Linked DNA regions of Sus scrofa: region 1 is linked to region 2. A link is a contact called in public promoter capture Hi-C data. All regions are on one chromosome and are shown on one strand. The core of a region is the stretch at or near the end of the contact, and the rest is flanking DNA. Distances in the headings are between cores, read along the strand shown. Region 1 has its middle 23 kb from the start of PTBP1. Region 2 holds the start of CFD (complement factor D).

What was found. Promoter capture Hi-C pulls out the DNA fragments that hold promoters and counts their contacts.
Region 1: a promoter capture Hi-C map of fetal liver shows a contact between it and region 2, with 2.1 times the contacts expected there. The contact joins the enhancer-like site here to the promoter of CFD in region 2. A contact is called at or near these places in 3 of 5 promoter capture datasets (fetal liver, fetal skeletal muscle and liver), 22 of 47 Hi-C or Micro-C datasets (alveolar macrophages, blood, brain and 11 more) and 2 of 2 datasets of contacts at active chromatin or transcription factors (alveolar macrophages and skeletal muscle).

What each region holds. Positions count from the first base shown.
Region 1 is chr2:77,583,797-77,589,102 of Sscrofa11.1, reverse strand. No RefSeq gene overlaps it. Among named protein-coding and RNA genes, the nearest start is that of PTBP1, 23 kb to the right of the region's middle. Within about 2 kb of position 1,407, at least 12 of the 83 cell types and tissues checked have an H3K27ac peak or open chromatin away from gene starts, as enhancers often do. A contact at or near this core is called in fetal liver and skeletal muscle, where this site is marked.
Region 2 is chr2:77,508,377-77,513,489 of Sscrofa11.1, reverse strand. CFD (complement factor D) reads left to right here and starts at 1,502. Exons shown (of 5, transcript XM_013994801.1): 1 at 1,502-1,826; 2 at 2,335-2,491; 3 at 2,578-2,722; 4 at 2,805-3,062; 5 at 3,469-3,698. The coding sequence starts at 1,769. The coding sequence ends at 3,630. All of the region lies in intron 15 of MED16 (mediator of RNA polymerase II transcription subunit 16), which reads right to left.

The sequences.
Region 1 (5,306 bases), core at 158-2,657, 76 kb before region 2:
GTATCTTTTCAAATTATGGTTTCGTGTAGATATAGGCCCAGGAGTGGGATTGCTGGATCATATGATGGCTTTTTTTTTTTTTTTTTTGGTCTTTTTAGGGCCACACCAAGGCATATGGAAATTCCCAGGCTAGGGGTTGAATCAGAGCTGCAGCTACTGGCCTATACTACATCCACAGCAATATGGGATATGAACCGCATCTGCAACCTACACCACAGCTCACAGCAACACCAGATCCTTAACCCACTCAGTGAGGCCAGGGATCGAACCTATATCGTCATGGATACTAGTCAGGTTTGTTACCACTGAGCCATGACCGGAATGCCCATATGGTAGTTCTATATTTAGTTTTCCACAGTGGTTGTAGCAATTTACATTCCCACCAACAGTGTAGGAGGGTTCCCTTTTCTCCACACCCTCTCCAGCATTTGTTATTTGTAGACTTGTTAATGGTGGCCATTCTGGCCTGTGTGAGGTGGTACCTCAGTGTAGTTTTGATTTGCATTTCTCTAATACTCAGTGATGTTGAGCATTTTTTCATGCGCCTCTTGGCTTTTCGTATATCTTCTTTGGAGAAATGTCTGTTTAGATTCCAGACCTTTTTCCAAAGTGGCTTCCCCCTTTCACATTCCCGTCCATGACATTAGGAAGTTCCTATTGCTCTGGGTGCTGCCCAGCACTTGGTGTTGTCCATGTTTGGTTTCAATGGTCACGGAGTGAGGTGGCCCCTCAGTGGGCTTTTACCCAAGTACGAGTTCATTAGCCATTTGGGTGTCTTCAGGACCTGCCAGGTCAGGTCCTTGGCCCCTTTTGTTCAGTCAGGTTGTTTGGTTTTTTGTCGTTGATTAGTGAGAGTTCTTTACATATTCTGGACCCCAGACCTCCATTGGTTTATGCATTTCGAGTATCTTCTCCCAGTCTGTGCTTTGCATTTTGACTCTCCTTGTGGTCTGTTTGGACAAACTAACTTGTTTAAAATTAAAAAAAAAAAAACCCTAAATGTTTTAATTAGAAATAAATTTTACAGGCAGGGAGGCTCAGCTTGTGAGTCACCAGGGAGAGAGAATGCCAACAGTAGCATCGGCTTTTCCACAAGGGGGCAGAGGGAGTGAGATGGTTCCATTCACAGATAAAGAGACCAGGGTTCCCAGAAGCAACCTGACTGGTCCTGGGTCACCTGGGGCAGCCCCAGCCCTGCACTTCTGCCCCTGATTTGGAAGGGATATTCCTGGACAATACAGATTTGGGGTTTTTTCCTGAGCAGATCTGTAGGTTTGGCATGAAATCCTCAATTTTGAGTCACAAAACCTCATTTCCTGCCAAGTCAGATGGAAAAGGCTGTGGACAGGGACGCCAGTGTTTATGTCTCATCCAATCTGGACAGCAGCCTTGAAAGGTCAGTCATGTAACCACACAGTGTGGAGGGAGGACGTGGCCACCCGCAGGGGGCTCCTGGAGGACCGGGGTGGCCTGGCCTGAACCGGATGCTGCAGCTGGGCCCTAACCCCCGCATGGGGCTCCTGTGTCCACTCTGGGTCCTCAGCTCTTCTCATGGGGGTGGTGGGTGCTGGGAGGAGCTGGAGTGGTCAGCCAGGAGCAGGGTGTCCACTTGGTGATCAGTGCCCACCTTCCAGGGCATTAAATAGTGGGGGTCTTGAAGCTCTGTTCCTAGATATTTACCCCGAAATCATTGAAAAGAGGTATTTGAACAAAAGCTGGTACACTCATGTTCACAACAGCAAGATTCATAGCAGCCGAAAGGTGGAAGCAACCCAAATGTCCATCAATAGATGATGGATATGAGTTCCCGTTGTGGCGCAGTGGTTAACGAATCCGACTAGGAACCATGAGGTTGCGGGTTCAATCTCTGGCCTTGCTCAGTGGGTTAAGGATCCAGCGTTGCCGCGAGCTGTGGTGTAAGTTGCAGACACGGCTCGGATCCCACGTTGCTGTGGCTCTGGTGTAGGCCGGCGGCTACAGCTCCAATTAGACCCCTAACCTGGGAACCTCCATATGCTGGGGAAGCAGCCCTAGAAAAGGCACAAAGACAAAAAAAAAAAAAAAAAGATGACGGATAAACAGTGTGAACAGTGTGGTCCCTCCACACATGGGTGCACCACTCAGCCTGAAGAGGAGAGAGGCACTGACACTCGCTACCACGTGCTTGGACCTGGAGACCACGATGCTCAGTGAGAGAAGCAGACACAGAAGGACACCCAGTGTGGGATTCCATGGATGGGAAACGTCCAGAACAGGCTCATCCACAGACACAGAGAGTGGGTTCCTGGTTGTCACGGGCTGGGGACAGGATGGAGGTAACTGCTGATGAGAACAGGGTTTCCTTTGGGGAGATGGAATGTTCTGGAATTAGAGGTGATGGTTGCACAACGATGTGAATACATTAACTGCCACTGAAATAAACACTTTTATTTATTTATTTATTTATTTTGCTTTGTAGGGGCTGCACCAGTGACATATGGAAGTTCCCAGGCTAGGCGTCAAATCGGAGCTGCTGTTGCCGGCCTACACTACAGCGACAGCAACACAGGATCTGAGCCCGGTCTGCAACCTACACCCCAGCTCATCATAACTTCAGATACTTTAACCCACTGAGTAAGGCCAGGGATCAAACCTGCATCCTCATGGACACTACTCAGATTCGTTTTGCGGTGCCACAATGGGAATACCTAAACCGTACACTTTAAGTGTACTGTTTTATATTATGTGAATTTCATCTCCAATTTTTTTTTTTTTTGCTTTTTCTGATTGCTCCACCGACCACTGACAAAGAGAGCCTGGGAGGGTGGCCTGGATCCCCACCCAAGTCTCAGCCCACGTGCTTCTCCACCAGACACATCCCCAGGCCCACCCAGGGCTACAATTTTTCCTTTTTTTTCCTTTTCTTCTTTCTTGCTTTTTTTTAGGGGGGAGGGGGAATTCATATACATTTTCTTTTGCCACCCCTGCAGCATGCAGAAGTTCCCAGGCCCAGGGAGCTAACCTGAGCCACTGCAGTGACAACAAGAGCTCCTTAACCTGATGAGCCGCCAGGGAACTCTGAAAATCAGAAAATTTTTTTTGTCTTTTTAGGGCAGCACTCGAGGCACATGGAGGTTCCCAGGCTGGGGTTGAATCAGAGCAGAAGCTGCTGGCCTACACCATAGCCACAGCAACATCAGATCTGAGCCACGTCTGCAACCTACACCACAGCTCATGGCAATGCCGGATCCCTAACCCACTGAGCAAGGCCAGGGATCAAACCTCCATCCTCATGTGTGCTAGTCAGATTCATTTCCACTGAGCAACAATAGGAATTCCTGAGAATCAGAATTTTTTTTTTTTTTTTTTTTTTTAGGGCCATATCTGAGGTATATGGTGGTTCCCCGGCTAGGGGTCAAATCAGAGCTACTGCTGCTGGCTTACACCACAACCACAGCAACACCAGATCTGAGTTGTATCTGTGACCTACTCCACAGCTCATAGCAACGCTGGATCCTTAACCCACTGAGAGAGGCCAGGGATCAAACCAGCATCCTCATGGTTACTAGTCCGGTTTGTTACCTCTGAGCCACAATTGTAACTCCCTCCCTGGATTTTTAAAAATTGTTTAGTTGATTTACAATCTTGTGTTAGTTTCAGGTGTATGACAAAGTGGTTCAGTTATATGTATGTGTAAAAAAAAATCCCTATTCAGGCTATTTTCCATTATAGGTTATTATAAGATATTGAGTATAGTTCTTTGTGCTTAGAATCAGAATTTTGAAATTTCCCTTAGGATTAAATGGCTATGCAAAATGGTTTAACCAACCTCAAGAAAGGCACAAACTGCAGTGTCCCCCTACCCCCTACTCTCCTGGAGGCCCTGGTCCAGAACCTACCCTTGATCTCACTGCTGATCCTTCCAGAAGAAAGTATGCATGGGCAGAGTTTCTGTCGTGGCACAGAGGAAATGAATCCGACTAGGAACCATGAGGTTACAGATTGGATCCCTGGCCTCGCTCAGTGGGTTAAGGATCTGGCATTGCTGTGAGCTGTGGTGTAGGTCTCAGATGCTGTTCGGGTCCCCTGTTGCTGTGGCTGTGGTGTAGGCTGGTGGCTACAGCTCTGATTAGACCCACAGCCTGGGAACTCCATATGCTGCGGGTGCGGCCCTAAAGAGACAAAAAGACCAAAAAAGAGGAAGAAAGTATGCATGGATGGATATAGCACAACTCTAGCTATGACCTGGTTTGGTCCTGATGGCTCTGCTAGCTATCTCTGGCCTCAGAGTCCTGCTGGAACTCAACCATCACCTGCCCTTCCCACGGACATGCCCCTGGGAAGCCAAGGTGAGGGCTGCGATGGGGCAGGTTCAAGGGTCTGGAAGATGCCTAAGTCCACACAAGACCGTCTGTGTAGGGTGGTGTGTGACAGCCTGACCCTTGGCAGACTGGTAGAGGGGATTCCGGGTGTCCAGAGTTACTCCTCAGCAGCCATGAATGTTATTGGGCCCCTTCAGGCACCCCCTGCTGTGTGGCATCAATGCCACCCACCACCCTGGGCCACTCCAGACCATGGGGCTGTCCCCTCTGTGTGCCCGCCTGGCTTCTTGGAGGGCTACCCCATTGCCCCAAGGACTTGCTGGCTGCTACCTGAGAATGTGGGGGAGAGGCAAGTCTCCCTGGGGACCCCCACTCTGCCTGACCCCCCACAGTTACCCCCTATGTTGCCTCCCCTCACCCCCGGTGGCCTCAGTTGGTCTGCCCGTGAAATGGATGAGGTGGAGATGACCTGGGATCACACCATGGCTGCTCTGACAGGGGCCAGGAGGGAAGAAATGGGAATAGGGAGGGGGGACACAGGGGAAATGGGGTCCTGCATCCTCATGGATACTAGTTAGATTTGTTACTACTGACTCACAATGGCAACTCCCTTTTTTTAAAAAAAATTTGTATTTCTTGTCTCTCACTCCCTCTATTTTTGACCACTGCATGCAATGGCTTGATGTGGAATCTCAGTTCCCAGACCAGGTATTGAACCCAGGACACTGCTATGAAAGCATCAAGTCCTAACCCCTACACCACCAGGGAACTCTCTGATGGTGGCCATACTGACAGGTGGGAGGTGCCATCTCATTGTGGTTTTGATTTGCATTTCCCTAAGGATTAATGATGAGAATGATTTTAAATACCAGCTGTGTGTCTTCTTTGGGAAAATGTCTACTCAGATCCTCTCCCTATGTTTTAAAAATTGAAGTTTCCGTGTTTTGGGTTTTTTTTTTTTTTTTTTTTTTGGTCTTTTTGCCATTTTTTGGGCTGCTGCCGTGG
Region 2 (5,113 bases), core at 253-2,752:
CACTCATCTGTTTCTGGCTCCAGCCCCTAAAGTAGTTCTTATATAAGTGCCTTGTTTTACAGGCGAGGAAGTAGAGATGCAAAGAACTGTAAAGTCATGCTCCAGGGCCTGGGTTCGAGTCCCAGCTCTGTGACTTTGGGCAAATTGCTCACTGTTTCTCTGATTCTCAGTTCCCCATGGGGAAGACTGAGGCACTGTCTGGGGAGGACCCAATCAGGGGTTGGGGTCCAGGCCAGTCTCGGCCTCACTGGGTACGGAAACAATCCTTCCTCCACTTCCCCAACCTTTTGCCTTGGGACACCTCAGGGTCTTAACTAGTGCTGTTCCCTCTGCCTTCCAGCTTCTCCCTAAGGTTGTCCTCAGAACACCTCTCCCCACAAGGGCCAGCTGCTCAGGCAGGTGACCCACTGCCCTACAACTGCTTTTTCCACTTAATACGATATCTTGGCGGTCTTTCCATGTCAACAAAGCATCCCAGGATCTGCAGGGTTATTTACTGAACCATTCTGTCTTTTTGGGTAATTTCCAAATTTTGCTGCAATTTCCAATCCTTTTACTTACATAATCTGCACTCCACATTCCAATGGGCTTTTGTTTTAGAGTTTCTGATTTGAGCAAGGAAACATTTTAGGGTCTAACAAATTGCATTTGTTATGCTGTTTTCTATTTTTCTCTGTATGTGTGAAATGGTCCACCATGAAGAAAAAAGAAGGAAAGGAGAAAATACCATGCACTGTTCCTCCTGGGGACGTTCACGGTCCTCCCCACCCTTGTGGTTACACACAGCATCTCCCCCGAAGAGGTTCATGAGATGTTGACCCACCATCCCCAGCTTACAGAGAACCATGTGACCCAGGTTCTGCTCATCAGAACCTGCCAACCCACAATGGCTGCTTTAGGGGCATGAGATCCAAACTCAACCAATCAGAGGCCGCCTTGAGATGCTGGCTAGAGTGATGGGGAATTGGCAGAGGGAATAACTGGGCCATTGGTCTGAGTCTAGGGCCCCTGAGGCCACAACAGGGGAGACTGCTGAGGAGACAACCCATCAAGGAGGAAAAAAAGAAACAAAACATTGTTCAGGTGCCTGGATTAAGCTACACCTGAAGGTAGACCCATAAACTTTCCATTTAAATTTTCTTGTTGAAGGTTCCAGCCCCTTACACTCCATTTTTTTGTCACTTGTATGCAACAGTCTTTCCAGCTGTCCCTACTCATCAACAATATTCTACTTAAAGGGTGTCAAGCCCCAGAGTCACAGCAATGTGGACAAGGGCGTTGGATGACCTTCCCCCCCACCCGACCTCAGCTCCAAGTTGCAGGAGGAAGGGAAAGAAGGGAGGGGCAGAAAATGAGGAAGTGGGTTGTTTACAAACTGGGCTTGCTCTCCAGCTGCTGTTGCGAAACTCTGGGGCTGGAAGGGCACTCTGGGAGACTGGGCTGGGGGTCAGGGTGGGTGGGTGGGTGGGTCCATCCCTCTGCTCTGCCCACCGCCCATCCTGAGGGGCTCTTCCCACAGAATGACAGAGGTGGCAGGCAGGTCCAGCAGCCCATCTACTCTTGGTACAAAGTCTAGGGGAAGATAATCACAGCACTGTGGCGGGGGAAGTGGGGGGAGAGAAGGGCGTGGACGGCTTCCCTTTGTTCAGCTGGGCCACTGCCCACTTGGCAGATAGGACCTGTGGGAGCTCCCCCCCCACCCCGTTCCACCCTCATAAAAGAACCCCAGAGCCCTGCCCTGGGCCATTGTTGAGGCCACAGCAGCATCATGGCAGACCGCTCCGGGCACCTGGCAGCCCTGATCCTCCTCGGAGCAGCTGTATGTGGTGAGTGGACCCGGGACTGGGGTGCCAGCTGGGGGCCCCTAGCCTGCAGCGCAGTCAGCCATGGACCCCTCCGCTCAAGAGGATGGCCCTCCAGCCCCACTAGGTGGGCAGAGAGGGGGCAGGGTCCACATGAACAGAAGGCTCTGAAAACCAAGCAATTCTCAAAACTTTGAATCTAGTGAGTTCAGAGAGCCTCTGGTTCTACAACAGAAAGCCCAGGCTGGGAGCAAACGGCTGGCAGGATGTTGGGTCTGATCAGCCCCACTTGTCTGTGTCTATATTGAAGTTCTAGGGCCCAGTGTGTAGGTACGCGGAGTCTGCCCCAGACTGTCACTCCCCACCGCCCGGTCTGTCTTCTTCAGCATCCCTCCCTGGGCCCCCAGAGTTTGCAACTCTTTGGGGAGGATCCCAAGGAAGGAATTTCAGTCTGAGGGTGCCAGAGCCGCTCTCTTAGAGGGAATCTGAGGTCTGGGCTGCAGTCACCCTCACTCGGACCTGCATCCTCCAGTGGCACAGCCCCGTGGCCGGATCCTGGGTGGCCAGGAGGCCAAGTCCCACGAGAGACCCTACATGGCATCGGTGCAGGTGAACGGCAAGCACGTGTGCGGAGGCTTCCTGGTGTCTGAGCAGTGGGTGCTGAGTGCAGCACACTGCCTGGAGGACGTGTGAGTGGCCCAGGACCAAGAGCGGAATGGGGGAATTGGGTGTCGGGTGGGGACATGGCTCTGATGTGAGCCCACTCCACTTCCAGGGCCGAGGGGAAGCTGCAGGTTCTCCTGGGTGCGCACTCCCTGTCACAGCCCGAGCCCTCGAAGCGCCTGTACGACGTGCTCCGCGCCGTGCCCCACCCAGACAGCCAGCCTGACACCATCGACCATGATCTCCTCCTGCTGAAGGTCTGCTAAGTCTAGCCGCAGTCCCTCCAGCTGCACTGGGGGCTGCGCTGCCCCTAACGCTCGCTTCCGCCCCCACCCTCAGCTCTCCGAGAAGGCCGAGCTGGGCCCTGCCGTGCAGCCCCTTGCCTGGCAACGAGAGGACCACGAGGTTCCGGCAGGCACGCTCTGCGACGTGGCCGGCTGGGGAGTGGTCAGTCACACTGGCCGCCGGCCCGACCGTCTGCAGCACCTGCTCCTACCGGTGCTGGACCGCACCACCTGCAACCTGCGCACATACCACGATGGCACCATCACCGAGCGCATGATGTGCGCGGAGAGCAACCGTCGGGACAGCTGCAAGGTGCGAGGGCGGGAGGGCTGAGAGGGGGCGGGCATGTGGGGAGCTTAGAGAGTGGCCAGGCTCTACAGCGTGAGCGTGGCCTGAGAAGTGAGGGCTGGGTGGGCGTGGCAGAGTTGAGAGGGGAGGTGGGATCTGGGAGAGGGTGCAGATAAAGACAAAGCCAGGGCGGGCATGGAGAGGGCTAGGAATGGGGCAGGGTCGGAGGCGGGGGCTGCTGAACTCAGACAAAGGGCGGAGTAAAGCTTGAGGGGCAGAGCTGAAAGTTGGGAGGCGGCGCCTTGATGGGCTGGGCCTGGGAAGATTGCTGAGCGAGAGAGCCTGTTGGGGCTGTAGGGATGAGCGGAATTGCAGCAGGTTCAGGTTGAGCCTGGCCTGGACCCAGCTCTCAAGCCCCCGCCCCACGCAGGGCGACTCCGGAGGCCCGCTGGTGTGCGGGGGTGTGGCCGAGGGAGTGGTTACCTCAGGCTCCCGAGTCTGCGGCAACCGCAAGAAACCCGGCATCTACACGCGCTTGGCGAGCTACGTGGCCTGGATCGACGGAGTGATGGCTGACAGCGCAGCCGCCTAAGGAGGACCTAAGGGACAGGGCGGTGGTCACCAGGCTTAGCAATAAAGTCATCCATTCCTGCATCTGAACCTTTTATTATTATTTTTTTTAATGGCCACACCAGTGGCATATGGAAGTTCCCTAGCCAGGGACTAAATCCAAGCTGCAGCTGGCAACAACCCACTGAGCCAGGTATAGAACCTGCACCTCAGCAGTGACCCGAGTGGCTACAGTCAGATTCTTAACCCACTGCACCACAGCGGGAACTCCCCGACCACCTTCACTACTTTCACATTGCCTGTGGGAGCACACGAAGTGGACAGTCCAAAAGGACTGCGGAAAATAGCAAGTGAAACCTTTTTTTTTTTCCCCCAACCTTTTAGAGCCACACCTGTGGCATATGGAGGTTCCCAGGCTAGGGGTCGAATCAAAGCTACAGCTGCCAGACTACACCACAGCCACAGCAACGCAGGACCCAAGCCACATCTGCAACCTACACCTCAGCTCACAGCAATGCCTGGATCTGTAACCCACTGAGCAAAGCCAGGGAAAGAATCCGTAACCTCATGGTTCCTAGTCGGATTCATTACCACTGTGCCAGAACGGGAACTCCACAAACAAAAACCTTTACCTTGGTAGCAGTGGCAGGAGGTGACAGAAAGGCGTGCCTTGGGGTGGGGACCCTCGGGGGTCAAAAGCCTGGCTGGAGCTGCCAGGAGTAGCTTCATGTCTGGGCCACAGGGTGGCACCCTTACTCTTTCCTGGAAATAGAAGAGGCACCCCAAAACGCAGAAGCCTGGGTGGGGGTGGGCGGGGTTCTCCAGGTCTGGCTAACATCCAACTGCCCCTTTGCTTCTTAATTGGAACGTGAGGGCCTACTGTGTCCAAGACCCTGCTCTGGGCTGAGATTTAGGTATGCAGAGAAGTTGTGTTCTTATGATCCATGTCCCAAATCTGGAAACAGGCTGAGAGACCCTGCGACTCTCCTAGGGCCACACAGAAGCTCCTAAGCAAAGGCTGGAACTGAGCCCAGAGCCACGGCCCCTGTGTTCATAGGCCAACCCCAGGTGCCGAGAGGTCACTGACAGGGAAGTTGATAGGTACCCCTGAGCAGTCACGCTGTCCAGGTGCACTTCTGTGAGGTGCACTCCTGTGAGGTGACTCAGAACCCAGGTCCTGAGGCGCTGTGCCTTTTCTCCCACTTGGATGAGGGGTCTTTGAGGCCTAGCACCTACTAGGCTCCAGGTTTTGGGGGAGTTTTTTTTGGCGGCACGTGGAAGTTCCTGAGTCAGGGGTCAAACCCACACCACAGCAGAAACAAAGACAGTGATCCTTATCTTGCTGTACCACAAGACAACTCCTAGGCTCCAAGTATCAAGCCTGGTCCACAAAGGGGGTCTCTGACATCCCGTTGGTTGAAAAAGAGACTGAGGGTTTGAGAGATGAAGTCATCCATGAGCACCTGTTGAGCTCCCACTGTGTACCAGCCTCGGGCGGGTACTAC